Regions from separate parts of the Mus musculus genome. Here regions 2, 3 and 4 are each linked to region 1. A link is a contact called in public promoter capture Hi-C data. All regions are on one chromosome and are shown on one strand. Each heading gives the region's core, a stretch centred on a gene start, on an enhancer-like site or on the middle of the called end of the contact. The rest is flanking DNA. Distances are from core to core; before and after follow the strand shown. Region 1 holds the start of 4930562F07Rik (RIKEN cDNA 4930562F07 gene). Region 2 holds the start of 4930562F17Rik (a long non-coding RNA gene). Region 3 has its middle 73 kb from the start of Mir1843b. Region 4 overlaps 4930562F17Rik (a long non-coding RNA gene).

The links. Promoter capture Hi-C pulls out the DNA fragments that hold promoters and counts their contacts.
Region 2: a promoter capture Hi-C map of hippocampal neurons shows a contact between it and region 1, with 9 times the contacts expected there. The contact joins the promoter of 4930562F17Rik here to the promoter of 4930562F07Rik in region 1. A contact is called at or near these places in 15 of 39 promoter capture datasets (the 3T3-L1 cell line, 3T3-L1-derived adipocytes, the C10 cell line and 10 more), 1 of 15 datasets of contacts at CTCF or cohesin (the NIH/3T3 cell line), 2 of 484 Hi-C or Micro-C datasets (the N1E-115 cell line and embryonic fibroblasts) and 1 of 9 other capture datasets (embryonic stem cells).
Region 3: a promoter capture Hi-C map of hippocampal neurons shows a contact between it and region 1, with 12 times the contacts expected there. The contact joins the enhancer-like site here to the promoter of 4930562F07Rik in region 1. A contact is called at or near these places in 21 of 39 promoter capture datasets (the 3T3-L1 cell line, 3T3-L1-derived adipocytes, the C10 cell line and 12 more), 13 of 484 Hi-C or Micro-C datasets (the C2C12 cell line, CD8 T cells, LSK cells and 6 more), 4 of 115 datasets of contacts at active chromatin or transcription factors (acute myeloid leukemia, cardiomyocytes, oligodendrocyte precursor cells and 1 more) and 1 of 9 other capture datasets (embryonic stem cells).
Region 4: a contact with region 1 is called in a promoter capture Hi-C map of 3T3-L1-derived adipocytes, with 5 times the contacts expected there. The contact joins the enhancer-like site here to the promoter of 4930562F07Rik in region 1. A contact is called at or near these places in 9 of 39 promoter capture datasets (the 3T3-L1 cell line, 3T3-L1-derived adipocytes, embryonic stem cells and 5 more) and 1 of 484 Hi-C or Micro-C datasets (macrophages).

The regions. Positions count from the first base shown.
Region 1 is chr1:160,076,349-160,079,298 of GRCm38.p6, reverse strand. 4930562F07Rik (RIKEN cDNA 4930562F07 gene) reads left to right here and starts at 1,314. Exons shown (of 3, transcript NR_038031.1): 1 at 1,314-1,370; 2 at 1,809-1,916. It overlaps 4930523C07Rik (RIKEN cDNA 4930523C07 gene), which reads right to left. Exons shown (of 3, transcript NM_001162896.1): 3 at 712-2,950.
Region 2 is chr1:159,132,961-159,136,031 of GRCm38.p6, reverse strand. 4930562F17Rik (a long non-coding RNA gene) reads right to left here and starts at 1,751. Exons shown (of 4, transcript XR_865669.1): 1 at 1,535-1,751; 2 at 528-705.
Region 3 is chr1:159,412,271-159,415,278 of GRCm38.p6, reverse strand. No RefSeq gene overlaps it. Among named protein-coding and RNA genes, the nearest start is that of Mir1843b, 73 kb to the right of the region's middle. Within about 2 kb of position 1,633, at least 41 of the 459 cell types and tissues checked have an H3K27ac peak or open chromatin away from gene starts, as enhancers often do. A contact at or near this core is called in cortical neurons, hippocampal neurons, oligodendrocyte precursor cells and 2 more, where this site is marked.
Region 4 is chr1:159,185,488-159,188,435 of GRCm38.p6, reverse strand. The region is part of intron 3 of 4930562F17Rik (a long non-coding RNA gene); the gene reads right to left. Among named protein-coding and RNA genes, the nearest start is that of Cop1, 45 kb to the left of the region's middle. Within about 2 kb of position 1,410, at least 39 of the 459 cell types and tissues checked have an H3K27ac peak or open chromatin away from gene starts, as enhancers often do. A contact at or near this core is called in 3T3-L1-derived adipocytes, where this site is marked.

The DNA.
Region 1 (2,950 bases), core at 65-2,564:
TCCGTTAAACAGCGCAGCTGTTCACTAACACTGAATTACTCTTTCCACAAGATGCTAGCCTCTGCCATTCAGGGTGGTGTTCCTAGCCATAGGGTGGCTATTGAGTGCTTGAAATATGGCTGGCATAATTGAGCTCTGGACTTTTAATCTAATTTAATTTTAATGAACAGAGCCACATGTGGCTAATAGTACCAGATTGGGCAGTGCCAGTCGGGAACATTTCACCATCTTGTTTCTGTTGGCCCGCACTCTAGGTAAGCATTGTTGGGAAAGGAATCAAGAGCATCCAAGTCATTTCATTTTCTAACTAGGGCAAAGTTGTGGTTGACTTAGAAAAAGGATAAATGTGCTTATATAAATACATGCACATAGACACAGGTATCTGTGTCCCTTGGTCCTTTGTTTCTTAGCACCAGATTAACCCAAAGGTTATTTCTTCCTTTTCCTATGAAAGACATGGACTTCAGTGGAGAAATGTTTTCTAAGTGTCGCCAGGGAACATCAGTATGTTTTCTGCAGCCGTTGTTGCTCAGTTCAGCTTCCAAAGTCGCCTGCTTTGCGTAGAAGGGAGAGATGCCACATTTCTGGTCCTCAGACCTGAGATTCTAGGAGGCCAGGGACCAGGCAGGAAGAGCCTCTGCTTCTGTCAATTCTGTGTGAGAATAATATCTCAGCGGTAAGCCAGTGACTCAATCCAACGTGCGAGGAGGATTTCATTTTCAAAACATTTATTTAAATAAACTTTTATATGTATTTGAATTTTACAGAAAACAAAACACTGACAAATACTGTACAGCTTCGATCATTCATATGAGCGATTCATTTCTTGAAAAAGTGACTGGCTTTTCTTTACATCTTCCTGTTCTTTTTCCTCTTCCCAAGAAATCAAAAAAAGTCTATTGGACACTGGATAAAGACCCCTCTGACTGTTTCTGAGTGTGACTAAGGCAGGCCAGAAGTCCAGTGTGGGTGGGGACAACCCCAATGCCCAAGTCCATGCCAGTTGAGAAGGTCTCTTCTTTATGCATCTTCTTTTCAAATTTTCGAAAAAGATTTATTTTATGTGTATGAGTGGTTTGCCTGCATGTATACATGTGTACCACATGCATGTCTGGTACTTGGGTCTTCTACAGAAGCAACAAGTGCTCTTAACTGCTGAGCCATTCCTCCAGCCCCCTGGGGCCTCTTAGGTTCTTCATGAACTTACTGTCCCCAGATGGATCAGGTAGGCACAAGTCCCAAGCACCTTACCCTAGGACTGTATCCGTGGCAACTCTGGAATAGACCAAGGGAAACAGTGTCTGTAGAGTCATAAAGGAATGAATTGGCATGATGCAAGGAGAAGCAGTAATATGAGAAGAATTGTCAGGGTGAGGCAGGGCGACAGGGCACCAAGCAATACTTTGGGCTTCTGCTCTCTGGTGTCTATGGGAGGGCCTATCACTTCATGGGCCCTGTATCATCCTAAGTGCTCTATCAAGGCTGTCGGAGAGTCTGCGACAGGAAGAGGTGATCCAGTCACGGTTGGGATTCCAGGATATAGAAGCAACTGGGAACTGCCTTTCTGGATGGTTTATGTCAGGAACTGGCTCAAGTCTATTTGGTTAGAAAGCAGTAGGTACACTTGTGTCCAGAGTCAGGGGCTTTGTTATGGCAATCAGGGACAACTGACTGCTGTCTTAATTCAAACTGGCAGCCAGTTGTCACGGAAACCGTGTAATTTGTATGGTCCCTGATTCCGGCGATCCATCCTTGCAGACTGTTATCTGACATCCCATTTCTGCTGTGTCTTCACCTCTACCCCCAAGTCTTCTGTCTTAGGGCAACTGAGAGAAGTGGGAAGAGCATCTGGTGGGTACCAATTGGCAGAGAAGGGGAGAAGACTGGTCATTCTGTGACATGCGGAGGACAGCCAGGTAATCCACAACCAGCTCCCTATGTGACAAGGGGGCAGAGAATCAGGAAGTGTTGCTTTGGTCAAAGAGGCCTGAGGGTGGAAGGCTTGAGTGCCTAGTGGCATTGAGGTGATGTAGGATGAGCGGGTGAAATGTGACTGTCTGCTAGAAGGCCCAGGTAGCCACCATTAGGTAGCTACCCTCCAAGGGCCTGGAGCACATCGGGAGTAGACATGAGTACCAGGTGGCCCAGCTGAGCAAGTAGAGTACAACTTTACATTCATACAGTCTCATCAATTTTGGGAATTTTTTTCTTGCTGCTGTAATGTCATAATTTGGCTATGTCATTAATTAGACAGTGATTTTTCTACTGTCTATAATGGTCTCCATGGGGACAATATTTATAGAGCTCCCCAGTAGATGTGCAAATGAGCCGTTGGAGTATAATCGCTTCCAAGCTGGGAATTCTCTGCCTTTGTAACATGGCCACAATACAATCAAAATGCCAAGCAATTTGTTTTCTTTGACTGGGGAGGAAAGGCTCTCTTCCACTCAGAAAGTGGCATGGCTTCAGGTACCACAGGGCACATATGTCAATCAACCCTGGTCTCAATGCCTTGCCTCACCTTCTGTAGCAGTTAATGGCGTGTCTTAAAAGAGTAGGTCACTCAGGTTGAATTGTGAGGTATTACAAGTTATCCTTAGCATCATTGCATATCCATCCACAGTTATGAGTACCTACTGTGTACAAGACATTTGCCTGAGCATCAACATAAATAGCAACAGATACCTTTATAGTTTTATCTTTCATTTAAACTATGGCTTCTACCTCCCACTGGCAATACATTATGCACTGCTACCAACACAGGATTGCTTCTGGTATGTGTTGTGTTGTGTATGCGTGTGCATGTGCAAGTGTATGTGTGCATGTGTGATGGTTATGAGACTGGACTTGGGATGATCTTACTTGGTTTCTTTCTGGAAGCCCTTGGTCACACGGATTATAGCTAGCTCATGCGAGGCATCTCTCCTTACGCTTTCTATCTCTATATTAC
Region 2 (3,071 bases), core at 502-3,001, 940 kb after region 1:
AAGAGATCAAAAGCAAAGAGCTGTAATAGTCAACATGGACACGGGGTCATAGATGAAGGTCAAAGGCGGCTATCTGCACAAAACTTATTGTTATAGATTTAAGAGTGTAATATGAACAGGCTACCAGAAATATAATGCCACACGATTTAGTATAATATTTATATAAAATAAAGAACTTTGTTCTTAGGTCTTAGATATGTGTGTGACTGGCAAAACACTGTAGAATATCTTGCTTGTATTTGTTTTACTAAATAGCAGATGTTTTCATTTGATCCCAAATCTGCCATTGTTTTCTTATTTTAAGTAAAAATGGTTCAGGAAGGTAATTAGACTGAATTAACTCATGAGTTAATAGTAGCACAAAGCTTTGAACTCGGGCTTTATATGTTGGAGCCCAGCGGGCCATTTTGCTACCAAGGGAGATCAGTGAAATAGGTTCCATCTGGAAGGATATGGGCATTGAGTCTAGTTTGAGATGGAGCTGTCAGCGCACAATGCAGACATCGGCCACCAGAGGGTGCTCTTACCTCAAGAGAAGTTTGATAATCCTTTTTTCCGCAGGAGAAGATGTAGCTGATGGATTTCTTTCCTGCCTCTCCTTCGAGGCAGCTGTGTCAAGAGCTGGGCTGTCTTAGACCAAAGTCTGCAAAGCGCGATGACGACATAGCTGCTTCAGGCTCTAAGAACTGCGTCAGAGAAGCATATCTGAAATAATCACAGATTATACTGGATGGCGAGAGAAAGAAACAAGTCCAAACAGCTCAGAAAACAGGTCTTTCGGTATCTGGAAGCGGAAGAAGGGTTTCCTGTGATTCTAATGAAAGCTGCCTTTTGATTCTGAGCTGATTTGTCAGCGCTGCTCTGAATGAAATTATATATATAATTTTGCCTTAATAGATTATAGATTTTTCTTTGTTATTTTTTGAATAATTTGTTTTTTGCCGAACATGTGCATTTAGTGTTACTCTCCCATTTATTTTGTGCCTTGTTTCCTGGTTTTCTTCTATTACTAGAGTTATTCCAGCAAAGGACAGGAACTCATTCATCTTGTGATTAAGCATCTCATGGCGGCCAGTATTTAGAGACAATACCAATTCATAAGAGAATTTTATAAAAGTTTTCTAAAATGAAGAGTTTCTGGGGGCAGGGAGCTGGAGGCGTATAGACAAGTGATCACCAGCATATTAGTGACATTAAAATTTACAATACTTGCACAGATCTTCTAGGGATGCTGTAAATCCAAGGAAAGCTCGAGTCAGAGCCCTGCATTTGCAGCATGCAGATGCCTGTGTTCCTAGGAGCACACCTTCACTAAAGCAAAATTTTAGGCCTTAAGCCAAGGGGCTAGACTTCTTTTAAAAAGCAAGTTTATTAATTGTTTGAGAATGTTATAAATTATATTGTGATCATATTTGCCCTTTCCCAATTTCTGACATATTCCCCCTTACCCACATCCACTCAATTTTGAATTCTCTCTCTCTCCCCTCCCCTTCCCCCTCTCCTCCCTCTCCTTCTTGCTCTCACTCCTTCTCACCTGTTCTCTCTCTTCACCCTGCTATTGGTCCTCCTCCTCTCTCCTCCTCCTTTTTCGTATGAAGTTTGCGTTGCCCAAGTACTCTGGGGAGTGGGCCCTGCCCTGGAATCAACCTACAAGGATCACATCTTTAAGAAAAGCCGATTCTTTCTTCCTTTAGCAGTTAGAAAATACCAACGGCTTTTCAGATCCCAGTGGGATTGTCTATCTATCACTCTTGCTCCATGGTGGGGTTTTTCCTCTATCTTTAGTTTACACACATCTTGTGCATGATGTCATAATTGCTGTGGATTCATATATGCAACTGCCCCATGTATCTAGAAAACATAGTTTTTGTGAAGTCATACTTCACCTCTGGCTCTTACAGTCTTTCTGCCCTCTTGTCTGTGAAGTCCCTGGAGTCTTGAAGGGAATGGATGGGATATGTACATTCCATTCAGGACTGAGTACTCCATAATCTCTTATTCTCTGCATATGGACCAGTTGAGGATCTCTGTGTTAGCTGTCATCTACTAGAAGCAGCAGCTTATGGGTTGAAAGATGCACTGTATTGCAGCAACAGCATTAAGCACTACCAGTCACTTTAACGCTATGTCCATTTATCAGAATAATAGCATTAGGTTATCCTTTGTGTGTGTATATAACTTCATGTTCTTGGCTCTGTTAACAATGCATCTGTTTCTATCTCAGACAGTAGGCCATAGATCACATGTGAGAGTGGTTGGTTACTCACATAATGTTTGCGCCACTATTGCAGTAGTGGGCATGTCCTGTTAGGCCCATCATGTTGTAGTTTGCCAACTTTACAGTTGGGTTAGAATGGTGATTATTATTTTTCCCATCTAATAGTATGAATGTCATCTTCCAGCACTATGGAAGCTAGCTTTTAGGGGTGAAGCTTCTAAGTGAATACTAGCTTGATTGTCTGTGAGTCCAGTGTGTGGTGTCTTCAGAAATAGGGTCTTACCCTGAAGTTCTGTAGGAAATGAAATGTATTGGCAACAGCCTATAATGGTTTGAGGATTAAGGAATCCCATTGACCATCAATATGCAAAGAGTCAACCCATTCCTTAATACTGAGGTTTTTATTTAAGAATATGTTCTGTCTGGTTGGGGATTGTGGAGCATCCAAGATCCTGGATGATAAAGAAGTTGTATGGAGACCAGAACTTTCTACCTGGAGTTTTGCAGAGATATTTTCTCACAAACAATCTTGCATTTGGCCTCCACCTTATAGTTAACCCTGGAAAACCCCTTTCAGGATCATTTGTTGTTCTTCAGGAAATGTGATTTATCCCAGAAATTTTGAAAAAAAAAATCCCCCTTGCTCCTGGTTTTGTTTGTTTATTTGTTTGTTTTTCTCCTATCTTTACAGCCACTTTCCAGATACCACAGAAAACAGAAACATCTAGGGCCTAAATAACTGAGATGCCTCTCTACTTACCTCTGGTGCTCCAGGCATAGCCTTCCTTTTGGAGTGTCCTCTTTCCAGCCAGTGTTTATTGTCTTCATGCTATAGCAGGACTCAGTCTGGACA
Region 3 (3,008 bases), core at 384-2,883, 660 kb after region 1:
GTGAACTGTCTTGGGAAGCCTTCCTGGCCTTTGCCTACTTGGCAATGGAGTGTGTGTGTGTATGTGTGCGTGTGTATGTGTGTGTGTGTGTGTGTGTGTGTGTGTGTGTGTGTGTCTCACCCTTAGCATGAGACCTGAGGATGAGTTCTGAAAAATTGTTGTCCTAGGATGCCCCATGTCACTAGAGGATGGACAAGGGTAATTTGGAAGCCAGAATACATGTCACCAAAATATTGACAAGGCCAAAGCCAAGCTCTTTGCTTTTTTAAGATTTTATTCATTCATTCATTTTTAAATTTTTATGTGGATGAATGTTTGCTTTTATGTATACATGTGTATCATATATGTGCCTGCTGCCTGTTGACATGCTAAGAGGGCACCGAATCCCCTAGAACTGGGGTTATAGATGGTTATCAGTCACCGTGTGGATGCTGACAGCCTAAGAACTGAACCTATGTCCTGTGAAAGAGTAGCTAGTGTACTCAACTGCTGCGACATCTCTTCAGCCCCAACAGGACCAGTGCAAATTATAGAAAACCTTCCCATCCAAGCTTGGGGCACGGACTCTTATCTAAGCTTTTCAAGAGGCTGAGGCAGGAGGATCACAAGCCCAAGGCCTACCTGGGTAACTTAGTGGGCTACATTTTTAAAATAAAAAGGAAACTAACAAGAGTTAGGGATATGGCTCTGTGGTGTAACATTTATCCAGCACCTTAAAAGTTCTAATAGGAACAAAGAAGAGAGAAAGGGAAAAAAAAAAGTTTCACCCTCCAAGCAGGTACAGTTAAGGGAAGTCAGGCAGCAGGGAGTCCAGCCTTCCATGACTTTGAGAGCAGACAGCATCTATATCTTGGAGTAGTAGTGATACTTGAGTAAGGGAGTGTCATTTGAAGAGAATTGTCCTTTGATTTTATGATATGAGTGTGAACCTTCACTAGTCAACACTGAGTTGTACCTCCTTATTCTGCCTATGACTTGGAGATCTGGGTGTTTAAAGACCCCTTGAGACCTTTGGTAATTAGAGGCAATCTTCAGTCTGGTTGCCCTGCAAAAATGAAACCCAACTGCTGCTCTTGAAGAGATGCCAGAGCAGGTGAGAGAATGGCTGTGGCCTCCCCTCACAGACCTCAAGTACAACTAACTCCTCAGCCCAGGCTCCAGCAGTGCCCCTCCCCATGCCCAGGGCCCAGGCCCACTGTGGAAATATGATGTGCACAGGAGCAGAGAGGAGGAAAGGGGGAGATGGTTAAGACAGCAAATAAAGACAAATGGAGAGGAACAAACCCTGAGAATGCCTGGCTTCAGTTCCCTCCCCTCCCCACTTCCCCTAGAATATCAAATTATGACCTAAAATCGCTGGATACATATTTTATTATGTGTATAATTTAAAGGATTAGAGTGAGACAAAGAATTCATAAGCTGTAGTCACATTAGAAGATAAATTGTTTCCATTAATCTCGGAAGAAGGGAGGGAAGGAGAAAAATGCACAAGAGCCATAGAAAGGCCAGCAAGGAGACCCCGCTTGGGAAGGGGCACCTGGACAAGGATGCTTTCTTCTCTCCCTGCCTCAAGCAGTGCCCCACCCCTACACCAGCCTGCTTGCTCCAGAAGGCTGATCTGCAATGCAGATTCATCTCAGCTGCTTTTTGCTTCTGTTGCCAACCAAAGATGGTTTAAATAACATGTATTGTTCTGTGTGATTCCTTATGCAAATGTTTCTGGCCCGGTTGTTATTCCTGAATAATTTCCAAAGCCGGCTGTCTGGGCGGAAGAAATGGCTCACTCTCCCAGCTGTGTCAGGAGTCACCTGCCAGAGTCAAAGAACAAGAGAAGAGAGTTTTAATGGCCCCAGGCCCATGGTGGAAGACCCAGATGGCAAGCCCCACCCCTCTAACTGACGAGGTTCTAGGCTGGAGAATGCCATGTTGGGAACGAAATACAAGCAGCTAACCCAACAATGGAATTTTTACAGTAGACAGAAAGGATGCCCCAAACTGGAAGTACCACTATGCCTGCTTCACCATGGACAGCATGGGGCCATCTATCAAGGTAGATGGTGGGACTAAGCTTTGCCCTACTGTGCATGAGTGGACAAAGGACTCAAACCTCAGACTGGATGGCTGGGCTATGTAGGCATTCACTAGCTCCTGTTCCTCAGTAGAAGTTTCCTTGTTACTTCCACTCTCTCCAAGGTTTCATACGTCCTAAGATTTTCTCAAATTTGCTTGGTAGGTAGCCAAGGCTAGCCCTGAGTTCCTGATCTTCCTGCCTATACCACGTGAGTGCTGGGGTGACAGTCATGGATTGCCATTCGGGTTTATGTGGTGCTGGAGATTAGACCAAGAGCTTTGTGCATGGTGCTAAATAATGGAGAGCCGAGATGTAGAAGCTGCAACAGACCTGGGTCTGGATGTGCCTTCTGTAAGTTGCAGGGAAGCTCTTAACTCTGGGCCTCGTTGTCATCACCTGAGAAGTGAGACAAAGCAGGCACAAGATTATGTCAGGTAATATAAACAGCACTTACAACACAGAACCTAAAGAGTGAGCCCTACTCCAAAAATGTAGGTGTGTTTAATATGTATTCTAACATTCTTATTTTTAGGTTTATTTACTTACTTTATTTCTAAGTTTATTTACTTATTTATGTTGCATAATAGTCTATGTGTCTACGTGTATGATCTCAGCACTCAGGAAGTAGAGGCGGGAAGATCGGGAATTCAAGGCTTGTTTGGCTACCCAAGTGAGTTTGAGACAGTCTTGGGATACATGAGACCTGAGATAGGTGAGCTAGGGATATATGAATTCATAGTAGCATGGTCTGCTTCAGAGTTCTGAGGAAATTCTAGAAGAAATTCCGTGAGCTAGTTAGTAGAAGTGAGAAGGCTGTAAATACTGAGGAAGCTTATGTTTCTGGTGCCCCAGCCTGCACTCTATGGGACTGGCCTTGAGAGGAAAGCCTGCTTCATACCCTCAGTCTAAGCCCATTCCAGCAAGGAGCAGGAGCCAG
Region 4 (2,948 bases), core at 161-2,660, 890 kb after region 1:
CATACTTAGGCAGCTAAGAATGTCTGGATGCACTTCATCTCTAAATCCACTGTCTGCTTTCTAGTTGGGTAAATTAGAATGAGGAGGGGAAAGTAGAATTTATGGGACCCAAGTAAGTTTCTTGATACAAAGACAAGAGAATGTGATTTAATTCCTACAGAGGGACTCAAGAATAGATGATATGGAGTGCAGAATTCCACTAACTAAAACTGTTTTGATCTGAGGCTAAAGTGGAAGCACAAGGACCCAAGACATAGGTAGAAGAGAAACAACCAAGTAGAAGAATCAATGGATACTGTTAGTTATGATTCTGGCTTCAGCTGATATAGTTGGAAAACAGTAACTTGTTTGATCGATTATTGTGGTCCCTGCCTCAGAGTTGGGGACATATCATGAGGGGAATTCAAGGGCTTTTCCTCCCCTTTTGGGAAAAGGGAGCTTTCTATGATGTTTTAATCAGACTATGGAATTGTGATTAATAGTCTAAAAATGTTTTCTAAATTACTTTGACTGACAATGAAACTAAATTATCCCTTCCAACTTGCAATATGTTCTCATTTGTAGTTTACAATGTTAAGTATTTGACTTTCTCTTATGGTTTCCATTTGGTTATGGTGTTTTACTGCTGAGTTGATTATGGGTGATAACAGACACGGCTAGATGTTGTCATACAAACACCCTGAAAGCATCCTGGTGCTGGAGGGTTGGCTTGTTGTTAAGAGCACTGGCTGTTCCTCTGGAGGACTTGGCTTTGTTTCCTAGCACCCACATGGCAGCTCACAACAATTACATGTAATTCCAGATCTAAGAGATCTGACACTCTCTTATGGTTTTTTAGCCACACATAAAAATTCTGAAGTTTGTAGAGTAATTAATACAAAGTCATGTATTAGATTTGTATTTAAACTTACTTCATTTAGTGTCCAATGTTCAGAGATCATGATGAAGCTTAAAAAAAATTCAATACAGCGAAACAATAAAAACGTTGTATAGAAGCACAGATTAATTAATATAAAGGTAAGACAATGTTCTAAATAAATCCAAGTCAAGTAGAGCTGTGTTGTTGTGTAAACTTGTGGGAAGGGCTAGTAGTTGTCACTGGGGTAGGGTTCTAAACACCATTATTCAGTTAGGTGCATAGCTATGTGTTTAAGCCAACAGAAATATTAGTTCTTGGGCTGTAGGAATCAGAAACAGTAGCATGACCAGTGAGTATTGGCAATAAGGGTGGTAAAAGGCTGCTATGAGTTGTTGATGGAAATCTGGAGCAAAGAGCATTCATGATTTCAACTCTTCCTGTTGCTCAATTACTTAAGGAAAAAAAAAAACAACTTCCAGTTGTGGAGGAGACCACAGTATTATCACAACATAGACACGTTCTAGTTTGGAGAACACTTGCAGAAAGTTTTGAAACTCTATAAGACGGTCTGTCCCTTTCTTGTGTAATACCCTTGAGGCCTCTTAGGTCCCTGTGGTTCCCCTTTTGGCCCCAGGTCAAAACAGTTTTAGAATTACTGGGATCCTCCACTCCAGTCCTGACCTCTTATGAGTCCAGCTACAGGGCTTAAATCTGTTGTCTTTGTATGAAGAAATTGACTTGGGCCCCGTGGATTCTATTTTTGTCCACTCAGTTGTAGTTTTACTCAACTAGCTTGCTTTTGTTTTTAATCCCCTGAGCCTTTCTATTTTTTCCCCTGGACCACACCCCTAGCTTTTCATTGATTTAAGCCCATGTACAAAGCCATTTATAGTATGCTTTTCTCACTAGTAGAGTGAATTATATCCTCCCATTTTTCAACAGTTTGGTGGAAAAATCCCCTCTCGGCTCTCATCCAGCTTCTTTGTTACTGCTGCTGTATATTTGGGACTCAAGCATCTTTCTTTTTGTTTGTTTGTTTGTTTGTTTGCTTTTCCTTCAGGGAAGAAATTGGGAGATACATGCTGATGCTCTGCTTTCTAATAAATTGAGAATGCACGCAGTGACATTTTTGAAGATGTTTGCCCAGCTTTATTTATAAGCTAAGCATGTCCTTCAAGGCTAGGATTTCAGTCTGTTTTCTTCCCTTCCCGTCAAGAATGACTGACAGTTTGTTGTGAAATGTAATACACATGCCTGGCTTATTAATCCTTCACAAGGCCCCACTGATTCTTTACCCACTGGACCACTAATGAAGTGATGAACATGTTTAGTTTTTTGAGGTACCTAAAGATGACCTTTTAAGTTATGCTCTCATTTTCCTTTCTAGAGGTAGGGGCTGTGAATGTCATTCTTTAGACTCTAGACTTCATACTTGTTCTTCATTTATCTCTATAATAAATATAAGAACTGTCTTAACTATCCCCTGGTCTAAACTGCAGGGCCATTCAGGTCTAAACTACCAATTGTGTTTAATGTGTGATTCCCTTATCTCTTAATTTTCATGGACTTTGTATCTGATTGCACAGGCAGTGGAAATTTTGGCCACTGTGGAACCTTTCCACAGGTTTCTTCTCTAAACTCAGCTGTAGAAAAAGAGTGAAAACAGGTTAGAGAAATGGCTCAGAGGTAAAGACCACTGACTGCTCTTCTAGAGGTTCTGAGTTCAATTCCCAGGAAGGACATGGTGGCTCTCAACCATCTATAATGAGAGCTGGTGCCCTCTTCTGGACTGCAGGTATATACACAGGCAGGAAGCTGTATACATAATAAATAAATAAATATTAAAAAGGAGAGAGAGAAAAAAGTGAAAACAATTGTCTGAGACCTTTGTCTTCTCTGCTTACAGTCTCTGCATTCTGAGGTGAGATGGTAAGGATAACTGGAACTACTTTAAAAGCCCTAGAAATAAGGCCTGAGATATCTATCTATCTATCTATCTATCTATCTATCTATCTATCTATCTATCTACCTATCTATCTATCTCAGGTATCTGAATCAGGGGTCTCTGGAAGAATAGTAATTATTCTCA